4 separate regions of the Mus musculus genome follow, and regions 1, 2 and 3 are each linked to region 4. A link is a contact called in public promoter capture Hi-C data. All regions are on one chromosome and are shown on one strand. Each heading gives the region's core, a stretch centred on a gene start, on an enhancer-like site or on the middle of the called end of the contact. The rest is flanking DNA. Distances are from core to core; before and after follow the strand shown.

The links. Promoter capture Hi-C pulls out the DNA fragments that hold promoters and counts their contacts.
Region 1: a contact with region 4 is called in a promoter capture Hi-C map of second pharyngeal arch cranial neural crest. The contact joins the promoter of Ctps here to the promoter of Ubiad1 in region 4. A contact is called at or near these places in 4 of 39 promoter capture datasets (cranial neural crest, maxillary cranial neural crest, pre-B cells and 1 more).
Region 2: a contact with region 4 is called in a promoter capture Hi-C map of pre-B cells. The contact joins the promoter of Utp11 here to the promoter of Ubiad1 in region 4. A contact is called at or near these places in 2 of 39 promoter capture datasets (cranial neural crest and pre-B cells) and 1 of 484 Hi-C or Micro-C datasets (CD4 T cells).
Region 3: a promoter capture Hi-C map of pre-B cells shows a contact between it and region 4. The contact joins the promoter of Elovl1 here to the promoter of Ubiad1 in region 4. A contact is called at or near these places in 5 of 39 promoter capture datasets (cranial neural crest, frontonasal cranial neural crest, maxillary cranial neural crest and 2 more).

The regions. Positions count from the first base shown.
Region 1 is chr4:120,568,887-120,571,588 of GRCm38.p6, forward strand. Ctps (cytidine 5'-triphosphate synthase) reads right to left here and starts at 1,390. Exons shown (of 19, transcript NM_016748.2): 1 at 1,265-1,390.
Region 2 is chr4:124,692,097-124,695,109 of GRCm38.p6, forward strand. It overlaps Utp11 (UTP11 small subunit processome component), which reads right to left and starts at 1,458. Exons shown (of 8, transcript NM_026031.3): 1 at 1,344-1,458. The coding sequence starts at 1,406.
Region 3 is chr4:118,426,606-118,429,658 of GRCm38.p6, forward strand. It overlaps Elovl1 (elongation of very long chain fatty acids (FEN1/Elo2, SUR4/Elo3, yeast)-like 1), which reads left to right and starts at 1,488. Exons shown (of 8, transcript NM_019422.3): 1 at 1,488-1,610.
Region 4 is chr4:148,443,395-148,446,094 of GRCm38.p6, forward strand. Ubiad1 (UbiA prenyltransferase domain containing 1) reads right to left here and starts at 1,366. Exons shown (of 2, transcript NM_027873.3): 1 at 534-1,366. The coding sequence starts at 1,056. It also overlaps the pseudogene Gm23303.

The sequences.
Region 1 (2,702 bases), core at 140-2,639, about 28 Mb before region 4:
GCGTGTGTGTTTCTGAGAGAGAGAGAGATTGAGACTCAGACAGACAGACAGACAGACAGACAGACACTAAGATTCTGGCAGTCTCCCAGAGTGACTGGCAAAAAAATATTCCAAAAGCCACAAAGAGCCAGTTGGAGAGGACCCATTCCCTAACGTTTACAAACTACCTATTATGGGAGAGCTACTCACATGCTGGGGGTACCACAAACTTAAGTCAAATGTGGGTCCAACTTAAGTATCTCCGGGAGAGATGACCTGGACTGAGGGAGGATCCAGGAGCTCCTTTTGAAAACCTGCCTTGTAATGGGCCCGTAAGGCTGACTGACTGAAATGAGCTAGGAATCAGGCAAAGCATGAACAAGCAGGTGAGCCCACAGGATGCACCAAGAAAAAAAGATTAGGGCAAAGGGATGGCCAGGGGCCAGTCCATGGGCAAAGTTGAATGTCCACGCTGCACTTTTTTTTCTGAAGATGACAAGACACAAAAGGTTTTTCAAGTACAGGAGCTATAATATAGAGCAAGGGGCACCAGATAAATTCACGAATGAAAAATGTGAAAGCTTTTGTTAAAAAAAAAAAAAAATGAAGTTGGTGAAAATCAGGCTCAGGATCCACCGCAGATGTGCTGAAATCTAAATCTAGCCCCGAAGTGCCTGATGCCCGGGTTCGCACCGCCGTAAAAAGTGGGACGAGAACCACAGCAGCACCCACCCGCGTCACCCGGCTGCTGAGGATTTAAAATAATGAGTGTGGACGTAAGGCAGCCACGCTGACGTAGTGGCCTCAAGAACGCCAGCATCTTCGCGCTGGGCTGGAAAGAGAGACAGCAGCTGGGTAGCCTGGGCCGTGAGGCCCAGCGAACCTACAAGCCCCTTCCTCCCGCGCGCCGGGCAGCGCCGGGAGGAGCTCAAGGCCGCCAGTCGGGCCCCATCACAGGCTGGGGCTCTGGGAGACCCCTCCGCGGCGGCACACCGCGCTCTCTACCTCACCAAGCCCGGCTGCCCGCGTCGCCGGACTCGGCCCCTTTCCTTAGCCGGGCCACGCGGCCCGCGCGCGGGAGCCGGCAGCTCGCGTTCCGGGACTGCCCGCCCCACTCCCGTTAGAGATGCAGCCCATTGGGCAGAACGCCGGGCCAGCTCTCCCCTGATTGGTGAGAAGAGACGTTTATCGCCCCGGCGGCGTGGCCGTCCGCGCCGGGCTCTGTCGGCGCCACAGGCTCTTGCACCCGGGAGCCGTTCCACCGGGATCCCTGAAGTCTGCCTACCTGAGGCCGGCTTCGGAGTCTCGTGTCAGCCACAGCAAGGCCGGCGCGCGCGTGGTGAGCCTCGGGCAGCCAGTGCTCGGCCGGGCCGCATGCGCCAGCCGTCTTTCTGAGAGGCGGGCTCTAGGCGGTGCGCACGCAGAGGGCGGGGAGAGGCGGGCCCAGGGGAGGGTGGGGCTAGGGCGCGCATGCGCGGGACGTCTCGCCGCAGCTTGTTGAGTGGCTACTGCGGGTGGGTCTCGGGAGTTGTGGGTTCTGTGGGCTTCCTCGCCCGAGGTCTAGAGGATGCTGGTGACTCGCATCTAACCGGAACCCTGAGGGCCTTTGCCTGGTCCCGCAATAGCCGGTGGACACTCTCACCTCCCATCCGCCTTCCCTCAGGCTGCGGGCCAAATCATCTCGTGCTCTCGCCCCGCACCGCCGCCTTCTCCCGGTGCCTGCTTGTCTCCCTCTTAGGCCGGGCCGCTTGGCTTCACGTCCTAGCCAGCTGCCTTTCCACACAACGCACCCTGACGGTGCCTGCATTAGAACAACTGTCGCGAGCCTACTTCCATCCGGCACTAAATGTAGAGAGGCAAACGAGCCCACTTCTAACAAGTCATGGGGATTTTCACAGACGATTGGGACTTGGGGAGTTAGTGTACAGCGGGTTCTGAACACGTAGCAGAAACGTTTACTGGCAAGGAAGGGAGGGAGGAATAGAAAATGAGGCAGAAGAAAAAGTCTGTGTGCACATTCCAGGCGAGGTCCAGAAGAGCCTTGCAGAGTGAACAGTGCAGGCTGGAGAGGTTGGAAGGGCAGCTCTATGCAGAGCGTTGTAGGCAAAAGATTTACAGCACCCAAGGTGATGATTTTGTCTTTTGAATACTACATAAACCCATGTGAGTTTTTAATACCCTCCACCCTGCAAAAACTACACAAAGGTTTCCTTAGGAAGTACCTTGTACCTTGAACTCCATCCAGGAGGCTTGTTTCCTTCCATTAGGAGTAATTTATTGCTTTTTTTTTTCTTCTGTCTTTGCTGAAAGAGTTAAAGAAAAGGTATGCCTCCCATGACCATACTGGTTTTTTTCAGGAAAATGACTCAAACAAGTAGAATTCCAAGAAACCACTTAGGAGAATTCTACAGGGGCTTCTCTCGGAGACTTCCGGATTCTTTCAGATCCCAACCAACAGCATGCTCTGAGTCTGCCCAAATACCCAAACTGCTCTGCTCCAAGAAGCTTCCATAAGAGGTACAAAACTGAACTCCTCCCCCAGTCGCTCTTCTGGGGGACCCCTTCACTCCCCTCCACTCTCCCATATTCTCTTTGATGGTCTTGCTTTCCATTTCACCAAGAAAATGCAAGCCAACAAGAGAACTTCTGTCTACCAGCCTGCTTTCATGTGTGCGAGCAGCATGGTCTTTCATCTTGGTACTTCAGACAAGTGGCTGCAGTGG
Region 2 (3,013 bases), core at 208-2,707, about 24 Mb before region 4:
AGGAGTAAAAAGACGGCTTAACAGTTAAACACAGATTCTCCTCTTCCAGATCCCAGCACCCACGTCAGGATGTCGGACAAATCACAACCCTGGCCCAGGATGTGCTCCCACAAACACCCGCTCACACACTCACACTCAGTAATCTTTTAATTTAAAAAATGTTAGTGTGGCCGGGCAGTGGTGGCGGCGCACACCTTTAATCCCAGCACTTGGGAGGCAGAGACAGGCGGATTTCTGAGTTCGAGGCCAGCCTGGTCTACAAAGTGAGTTCCAGGACAGCCAGGGCTATACAGAGAAACCCTGTCTCGAAAAACCAAAAAAAAAAAAAAAAAAGTTAGTGTGTGTGTGAGAGAGAGAGAGATAAAGAATATGAATGAATGTGAGTGCAGGGCCTATGGAGGCCAGAGGGGGTGGTGGAATTCCTAGAGTGGAGTTAAAGCTATTTGTGAACCCACAATGTGAGTGCTAGGATTTGAACTCTGAGAGAGCAGCCGAGTACTCTTAACGGCTAAGCCCTCTCTCCAAGGCTTGTTAAAAGCTTGTTTGAACCAGTTATGATGTAATTTCTGAGAATGGCAAAGTGGATAAAGTGATTCTGCATACATCTTTATTTGTATTGCATATCCAAACCCTAACACATTCTCCTGAGTAAATCCACACCTATTTATTCTAACTAAATTAAGTGGGGGAACTCCCCACTTCCCTCCTTTTTTTCTTCTTACCAAGGACTACGCCTACTGCCCTTACTTGCTAGGCAAGCAGTTCACCATTGAGGCCTATGTCTAGAATTTTTTTAGATTTTTGAGTCAGGTCTAAGTGACCCAGACAGGCCCCGATTTTGGGATCCTTCTGCCTTGGCCTCTTGGGTAGATGCCATTATAGACCTGGGCTATGAGGTCCAGCAAAGTTTGTAAATGGTCAAGACATTCTCCAGAAGGGATAAGGAAAGTGCCACGATTTTAGGGGGAAGCATATGACAGATCTACACGAACCGCAAATCCCATGCCAAAAGTTGGGCCCAGTTTAGGAACACCCGGGCATGCGTCGGTTGTGAGGCGCCTACTGTCGCTGGTCACTCGGTTACATTCCTTTGACTTTGGTCTCAAGTTCCCAGGGAAAGGCCTCTAGCACACCCTGCCTCACTCAATTACCCACTGACCCTCTACCGTAGAGAATGACAATCCTCCTACCCTGTCCCTGGGTCTCCCCGACAAGGCACGCTGGGGTCAGGCCCCATGTGTTGGGTATTGACTGAAGGCAGATGCGCTGTCCCGTATCCGGATGCAGGGACAGCGAGGGGGCGGGGGCCACTGCAGGCGCCCCTGAGGCTTGCGAGGGCCTACCTGGCTTCGTTCTCGGTGTTCCCGCTGCCGGGTCTTGGCTGCCTTGCGAAAAGCCGCCGACATGCCTACTGAGGTCTAGGAAATGCTCAGCAAACTCCACCACCACGACAGCACTACCCACCCCGCCGCGTCCGCCAAGACACCGGAAGCAGGCCCAAGACGCGGCTTGCAATGCAGCCTATCAGAAGCCTGCTTTACCGGAAATACAGCCCCTCTCAAGCGGCCTGAATCGGAGGGTTCTGGGAGATGTAGTTTCCAAAGCTAGAGTCTTGGGATTCTTTCACAGCTCTCGGTTCGCAGAGAACGTCCACTGGTCCAGAGACCTAGACTTCGCTCCAGGCCGCACGTTGGCATCTGGGAACACATGGCTGGCACTGCTCTCTGGCTACGCTCGGCTTGCGTGTGCGCATGTGCTGTCACCTGAGACTTGGTGTGGGTTAAGATTCTAAGTAGAACTAGAACGTGGCTCACACCTTTAACCCCAGCTCTCTGGAGGTAGAAGCTGGCAATTTTCTGTAAGTTCAAGGCTAACCTGGTCTTACATAGTGATTGCCAGGCCAGCCAGGGCTACATAGTAAAATAAATCGCAGTCTAAAAACAAAACAAAAACAAACAAACCAAAAACTAGAAATAATGTGAATCTTACAGTATACTAGAAAGAGTACTTTAAAACCATATTTGGCTCCTCAGCTGACTTCTGGCTGCGTGGCTCTGAGCTGATTGCTTGACTTTAAAGAGCATCATTTTTCTCACCCATAAAACGAACATAATAATAGCAGACTGGTCTTGCTCATAGGAGTATCAAGGGCTCTGAGTGGCAGAACTGTATCTATAAGCAGAGTAGAAAAGAATCATCTAATAGCAATAAAGTTCCGAGTCCTTCACAGCCATCAAAGTTGTGCGTCTAGCTGGCCGACTTAACATAAGGTAGTTAATGTGATGGATAGAGAGCCGCGAACTGTGGAGGGAGTGTTCTGGTGCCAGCTCTGCTCTTAACCAAGGAAAGTTAGTTTTGCTGAGGCTTGGTATCCACATCTAGTTGTAAAATAATAAAATAATACTATACCCTCAGGATTTTGAGGTTTAAAAGACATATGTTTTCAGTGCTTAATGTTGGGTTTACTTGTTAGCAGGTTCACAATAAAATTGATTTGTTTCTGTTTTTGTTTTGTTTTGTTTTGTTAGTTTGTTTTATTGGGGTTGACTTAGTCTGATTAGGTTTGATGTTTTGAGGCAGTGTCTAGCTATGTAGGCCTGGCTGCACTGACACTCATAGATCAAGCTGGCCTCAGATTCACAGTGATCTCTTGCGTCTGCAAAGAGCTGGGATTACAAGTGTGTGACAGTGTGCCCAGCCATCCTGTTATTTTTGTCACCACTAAAGCTACCTTTAAGTAGCACAAGAGAGAGTTGGACCCAGCCAAGCATCACAGCAATGTTTGGGTTTGTTTGTGCTCTCCCCCCCCCCATGCCTGCCACCCTCCACCCCCACCCCCACCCCACCCCCGTATGTTTTCATCTGTTGGCATTTGGAATCTTTTCCACTATGGGAGACTAATCTTCAGCCAGCTCCTTGTTGTTTTTGTTTTATTGAGACAGGATGTCACAATGTAGTCCTAGCTGTCCTAGAAGTCACAATGTAGACCAGGCTGGCCTCGAATTCACAGACA
Region 3 (3,053 bases), core at 238-2,737, about 30 Mb before region 4:
CAGAGGCAGCCCCATAGATGGATATGTTTGTATGTAAATTTGTGCACATTCATCTAACAAGTCTTAATCACACATGCAAAACACCATCCCGAACGCTCCACTGGGAGCTTTTGGATCCACCACAGATGTTCACTGGAGAGAAAGCTGCTGACATTTGATGGCTGGAGTTCAGGCTATGGCTTGAGAATGACATTTCAGGGACATGGGGGTCTAGTATACAATGATACAGAAGCTGGGTTTGGAAGTAAATTCTCTGCTGGTTGTTTTTTTTTTTTTTTTTTTTTTTTTTTTGGTCAAGAGTAGGTGCTAACAGGTAAACAGGTAATCTAAAGAATGCTGAAAACTATACTCTGGCCTTCATCTCTTATCAATGCCTAGGTAACCAAATCCACCAATTATGAACCTATTATCCTTCCTAGCCACTGCCTCTTCTAAATTCCTCAACTCTCTGCCTACTTACATCATCCAGTTGTCCAAGCTGTAATTGAGTCTTTATAGGAAAGACAGATTTCATGCCATGCAATAGTTGGACTATCTGGTGCTGGGGTGGGTGGGTGGTGGTACTGAATTGACATCTAACTCCTCCCCCACCCCTACCCCTGCAACGTTGTCTGGCTTTCCCAACCCCATCTGTTACCTCTTCAGACCAGCTGTTTTCCTCTCACCTGGTCTCTCTAGTACCTTGTACCTGGGTTATAAGTTATGTTAGTGTGGGGAGCAGAGCTTAATGTGGTTTCGCTCACTGTAGATGGCCAGTAAATGTCTGACAGATGAGATGAGCTGCCTCAAAATTCTTGTTTTCTTCTGCTTCTAGAATAAGTCAGGCAGCCTCATTTGGCCTCCAAGATCTACTACATTGAACCACAGCCAATTTCACTTGCTACCCCCACCCCCACCCCCTTTCACTACCTTGAAGGCCAGTTTAGACAGTGATTCACAGTTCTTGCCTGGGGCCACTTGTATTCTCCCATCTCCGTTCCAGGAAATCCTCTCTGTGCCTCCTAAAGCTAGGACTCATCCAAGTTTATAGGCTCTGAGAAGCATGGTGGTGGCCGACTGCTGCCTCCCGCTAAAGCCTCCCGCCACCCCAATCAGCCCTTAGTAGGCACAGCTGGCCCTCCTCTTCCAGGAAAAGCCTTGAGGGAACGGTTGAACCCTGGAAATTTCCCGTAATCATAAGCCGCGACTGTCACAAAGCAGACAGGAGATGAGTGGGTCCTCATGCTGGACTGGACAGAGGACCACGAATGGGGCCATGCAGGCTGAACCTCAAGAAGAAGCTGGGTGCGGGCCAAGCCATAGTCATCGGCGGGACAGGCTGAGAGATGCGAAGGAAGGGGTGGAGAGCTGGGGCTGGGTGTGCTTCCTGCCCCGGGATCTGGCGACCCGCCCCTGCTCCCGCCCTGGCGGCCAGGCAGGCGCTGGACGGCCCCTCCTGCCTCGGCCAGCCGCCCAATCAGCAGGCGCCCCCCGCCCGGCCCGCCCCCTCCCCCTCTGGTGACAGAAAGTCGGCCCAGCAGATGAGGAAGTGGCCGGCAGGCGGCCCTGGGGACTTCTCTCCGGCCCTGATCCCTTTGAACCCTTCACTGCTGCCCGCCTGGTTTCCACTGGTGAGTGTGTACCTTCCATGGCTCCCCACGTGCCAGCGCCCCCTGCCTGGCTGGCCAGGCTAGCCCTGCCCTGCCTGCCTTGCCCTGCCCTGCCCAGGCTGTGGGCGAGGCTGTTCCTGGGGCGAGTGGGTGGGAGGTCCCAGGCACTGGGGCTGGGCCTGCCCACAGGATCCCTCCCCGGCACCTTGGCCCCTGACCCCCATTTGCTCACACCTAGTTCTTTTTCAGCACCTCCTGGCCTTCCACCCTTTGCCCACTCCTCTCTTTTCCCTTCCTGCCCCATGCCGGTGCCCTTTTTCTTTTCCATCCATCTTAAGGGAACTGGCTCTGTTTCACTGCGGGAGGGGGGTGGTGCGCACCCGGGTTTCCCTCAAACTTAGGGAGAGATCCTCAGAAGTCTGGACTCCCTCTTGCCCTCTGGGTCACTGTGTATCTCCCGGTGTTAAGTGGTGGTGAAGGGCGAGTGAATTGGAGGAGGTGGTTGAGGGAGGAGATAAGGAACTGGCAAGCTCACGTGTGTCAGAGCACATGCCTAAGTGCTAGGCCCCACTCCAACATAAGCCACCAACCAAAGTCTAACTGTAGGAAGAAATGAGTGTCACTCACCAGAGAGCTGTGTGTGCAGAAGGGAGGTGTGGGTGAAGATGTACCCATGCCTGGTCAGCTGTATGTCCCGCGGTTAATGCAATCCCTGACAGGTGTGAAGTTTAGGAGCCTGGCATGTCCGAGTCCAGTAGGGAGGCCTGTTTGGGTGATGTGGTCAACAAGATATGCCTGGACTGTGTGTGGATGTATGCTGGCTAGCTCCTGGCGCGGTATGCATGTCTCTGGGGGTGGTTGAGAGCGGTGTGATGAAGGTACATATTACTGTGTGAGAGCGTGGATGTGGATGGTAGAACTCAAGCCCCAAGGCTGGAGATTGATGGAGAGCAGCTGGAGCACTCCGCTTGTTGGGCAATTGCCGGAGTCCTCTGGGACAAAGTCCTAGGCTCTCCTGGGTCTAGGCTAAATTTTTGTATCCCTATAAACTTTCCCTTGGCATTCCTTCCAACTTTGAGGAGGAGGGGACCTAGCCCATGAGGCTCCCTCCCAGAAGAGGGAAAGATTCCTGAGACCTCCCCCACTCTCCCACCTCCTCACATACCACTGGTGTCCTCACCCCTCCCTGGTAGGGAAGGGTGATGCCCATTCTAAAGTAGGACAAACTAAGAATTCATGGCTGGTTTGGGAGAGAATGCTGGGTGTGGATTTTTTAGCAGTTCTGGCTTTGGCCAGACGTCCTGGCCAGAAGTTTCTGGAGAACCTACAAACTTATCTGGCTGGTCAGAGGTGGTGAGGCTGGGGCTCACTTGGCTTTCTCAATTCTGGTGGGTCCTGCTCCTCTAGGCATTGACCTGTGGCCTGGACCCACCCTCCACCCCATGCCCAACGTAGCGGGGGCGG
Region 4 (2,700 bases), core at 116-2,615:
CACAGGGGTCAGCATATTGGAGTACAATAGAGAAGTCTTGGCCAGGAAAACCACCTTTGAGATCATGGCATCTCCCTTGCCAGGTAAGTATGAACATTTATTTATTTCTGTATTTTATGTACATGAATGCTCTGTTTGCACTGTAAGCCTGCATGCCAGAAGAGGGAATCAGATCCCATTACAGATGGCTGTGAGCCACCATGTGGTTGCTGGGAATTGAACTCAGGACCTGTGGAAGAGCAGCCTGTGCTCTTAACCACTAAGCCAACTGTAGGGGGGTCTCCAGCCCACAGTAAGAGATCTTAAAGGCTAAGCCATGTCTCCATCGGGGGAGCAGTGTTCATAATCCACTGCCAAACCAGTATTTTCACAACTTAAGGTTTCAAAGTATCCACGATACACACATTTTGGATTTCCAGTCAAGTGGCCTACTTTAGTAAGGCGTCTTTGACACGTCTACCATTCCTATGGAAGGTAGCAGTTTCCAGTTTAGGCAACTGGGACCTTAGAGCAGGAAACAGGCCAATTCTTACCTCCTGTGTAGAGAAAGGAGCCAGACAGGCCTCCGAAGTAGATGAGAGCCAAGTGTTCCAATTTCAGAGCGGACAGGTAGTAGAGGCAAGCAGCACAGACGCAGCCCAAGGTGTAGAGGAAGACTCCAAATCGAACAACATCCTGGGGCTCCAGAATTCTGTCCACCAAAGTTCTGTCATCACTCTTTTTGTGGTCAATGCCCTTGGAAAAGTCATAGTATGTGTTGACCAAATTGCCGGCCCCGTGTACAGCCAGGACAGCCACTGCACAACCCAACAACAGCCTGGGATCCAGGACACCCTGAGACCTGTAGGCCAAGGCACTGCCCAGGGCCACAGGGGTGAGTGAGGCACTGAAGCTCCAGGGCCTCAGGGCCAACACGTAGGAGGCGCACTTGTGCCTCCAGGATCGTTCGGGAAGCCTGTCCTGCTCGGGCCATTCGTTCTTCTGCGGGTCCCCGACCTTGGCTGTCTCTCCTGCCAGGATATTAATCTTCTCCCCCGGGGCCTGTACCGCAGCCATGGAAGCTACACGTGGCTAAAGTCAATTCTAAAAGTGAGCCACTCAAGGGGACCGCCCCAGGACGGAGACAGGCGGGACAGCCTGGCCTGACCTTTCTCTGGTTCCGCCCCCGGTCAGGGTTTGGGAGGCGGGGAAAACTGAAGACAGCAACCAGGCCATGCACCGCCACGGGGCCAGCGGCGCTGCCCGCCCACCTGTCACCTGAGCGAAGCCTGTCTGGGGTCGCTTCCCCCGTGCCACAACTCAATAACCCGCCTCAGCCCGCAACCCCTATCGGGCGGACGGCGCCGCCATCTTGTGCGTCGGCCTCAGGAGGCCGGCCCGGAAACTCGGACCTGGGGCGGGCAGGGCCCGGTGAAGGCCGGCGAGGGGCGTGGTCGGAGAGGGGTGTGGTCAAAGGCCAGAGCCCAGGTTCAACAAATTAGCTAAAAGCAAGTCACTGGAAAGAAGCAGCTGTTTAGCCCTCCTGGGATTTCAGGGCGTGTCGCTTTGCGTTATACTGGGCAGGTTCACTTACTGAAATAAGAAATAAGACTCATTTGTGGTTACCCCAATACATCCTACGTTGAAAGTATTGTGCGCATTGCTGGGCTGGTGGTGCATCCTTATGGCCCTAGAACTTGGGAGACGACGACAGGAAGAGAATTCAAGGACATCCCTTATTATATAGTGAGTTTGAAGCCAACTCAAGCTTCGTGAGATTATCTTTTTGTTTGGTTTTCGGTTTTCAAGACAAAGTTTCTCAGTGTATGTAGCCCTGGCTGTCCTGGAACTCACGCTGTAGACCAGGCTGGCCACGAACTCAGATTTACCTGCCTCTGCCTCCCAGGAGCTGAGTAAGATTAAAGGTGTGTGCCACCACCACCCTGCAAAAAGGAGATGGAGAAGAGGGAAGGGAAGGAGAAAGGAAAGGAAATGGAAGGGAAGAGAGGAGAGACCGAAAGAAGAAAAGAGAAGTGTTCATAAGCCAAGAGCTTGGAAAAGAAAATGCGGTACTATGTGATGGAACATGTATGTATAGCTGGAAGAAAAAGAAGTAGGAAGCTTTCTGTGTACTAAGATGTAAAGACCTACATGGTTTTTTGCTTTGTTTCTGGAGACAGGGCCAGGACTGATGGCTCAGCGGTTAAGAGCATTAGCTGCCCTTCCAAAGAACAGGGTTTGATTCCTAGCACCCCCAAGAGCTCACAACTGCTTGTATCTCCAGTTCCAGGGGATCTGACCCCCTATTCTGGCCTTTAAAGGCACCAGGCATGCATACATGCAAGAAGATCACACTAGATATACATATATACAGGCAAAACACCTATTCATAAAAAATCCAATAATAAAATGGCAGGGGCCTATATAGCTCAGGCTGGCTAGAAATTGGCAATGTAGCCCATAATGACCTTGAAATTTTGATCCAACCTTGAATCTCCTCCAACTCCCTGAGTGCTGGAATTACAAGCATTCACCCACACTTGGTTTTATGGGGTGCTGGGGATTCCACATGCTAGGCAGATAATCTACTATCTGAGCTACATCCCAACCCTACACCCTGCAGGCTTTTGTGAACATCCTAACGTGGGAACTGCCCCTGAGTCCTGTGAAAGAACAGCTGGTACTCAACGAGAGTTGAAATGTTGGAGGGAGGGGATGCTG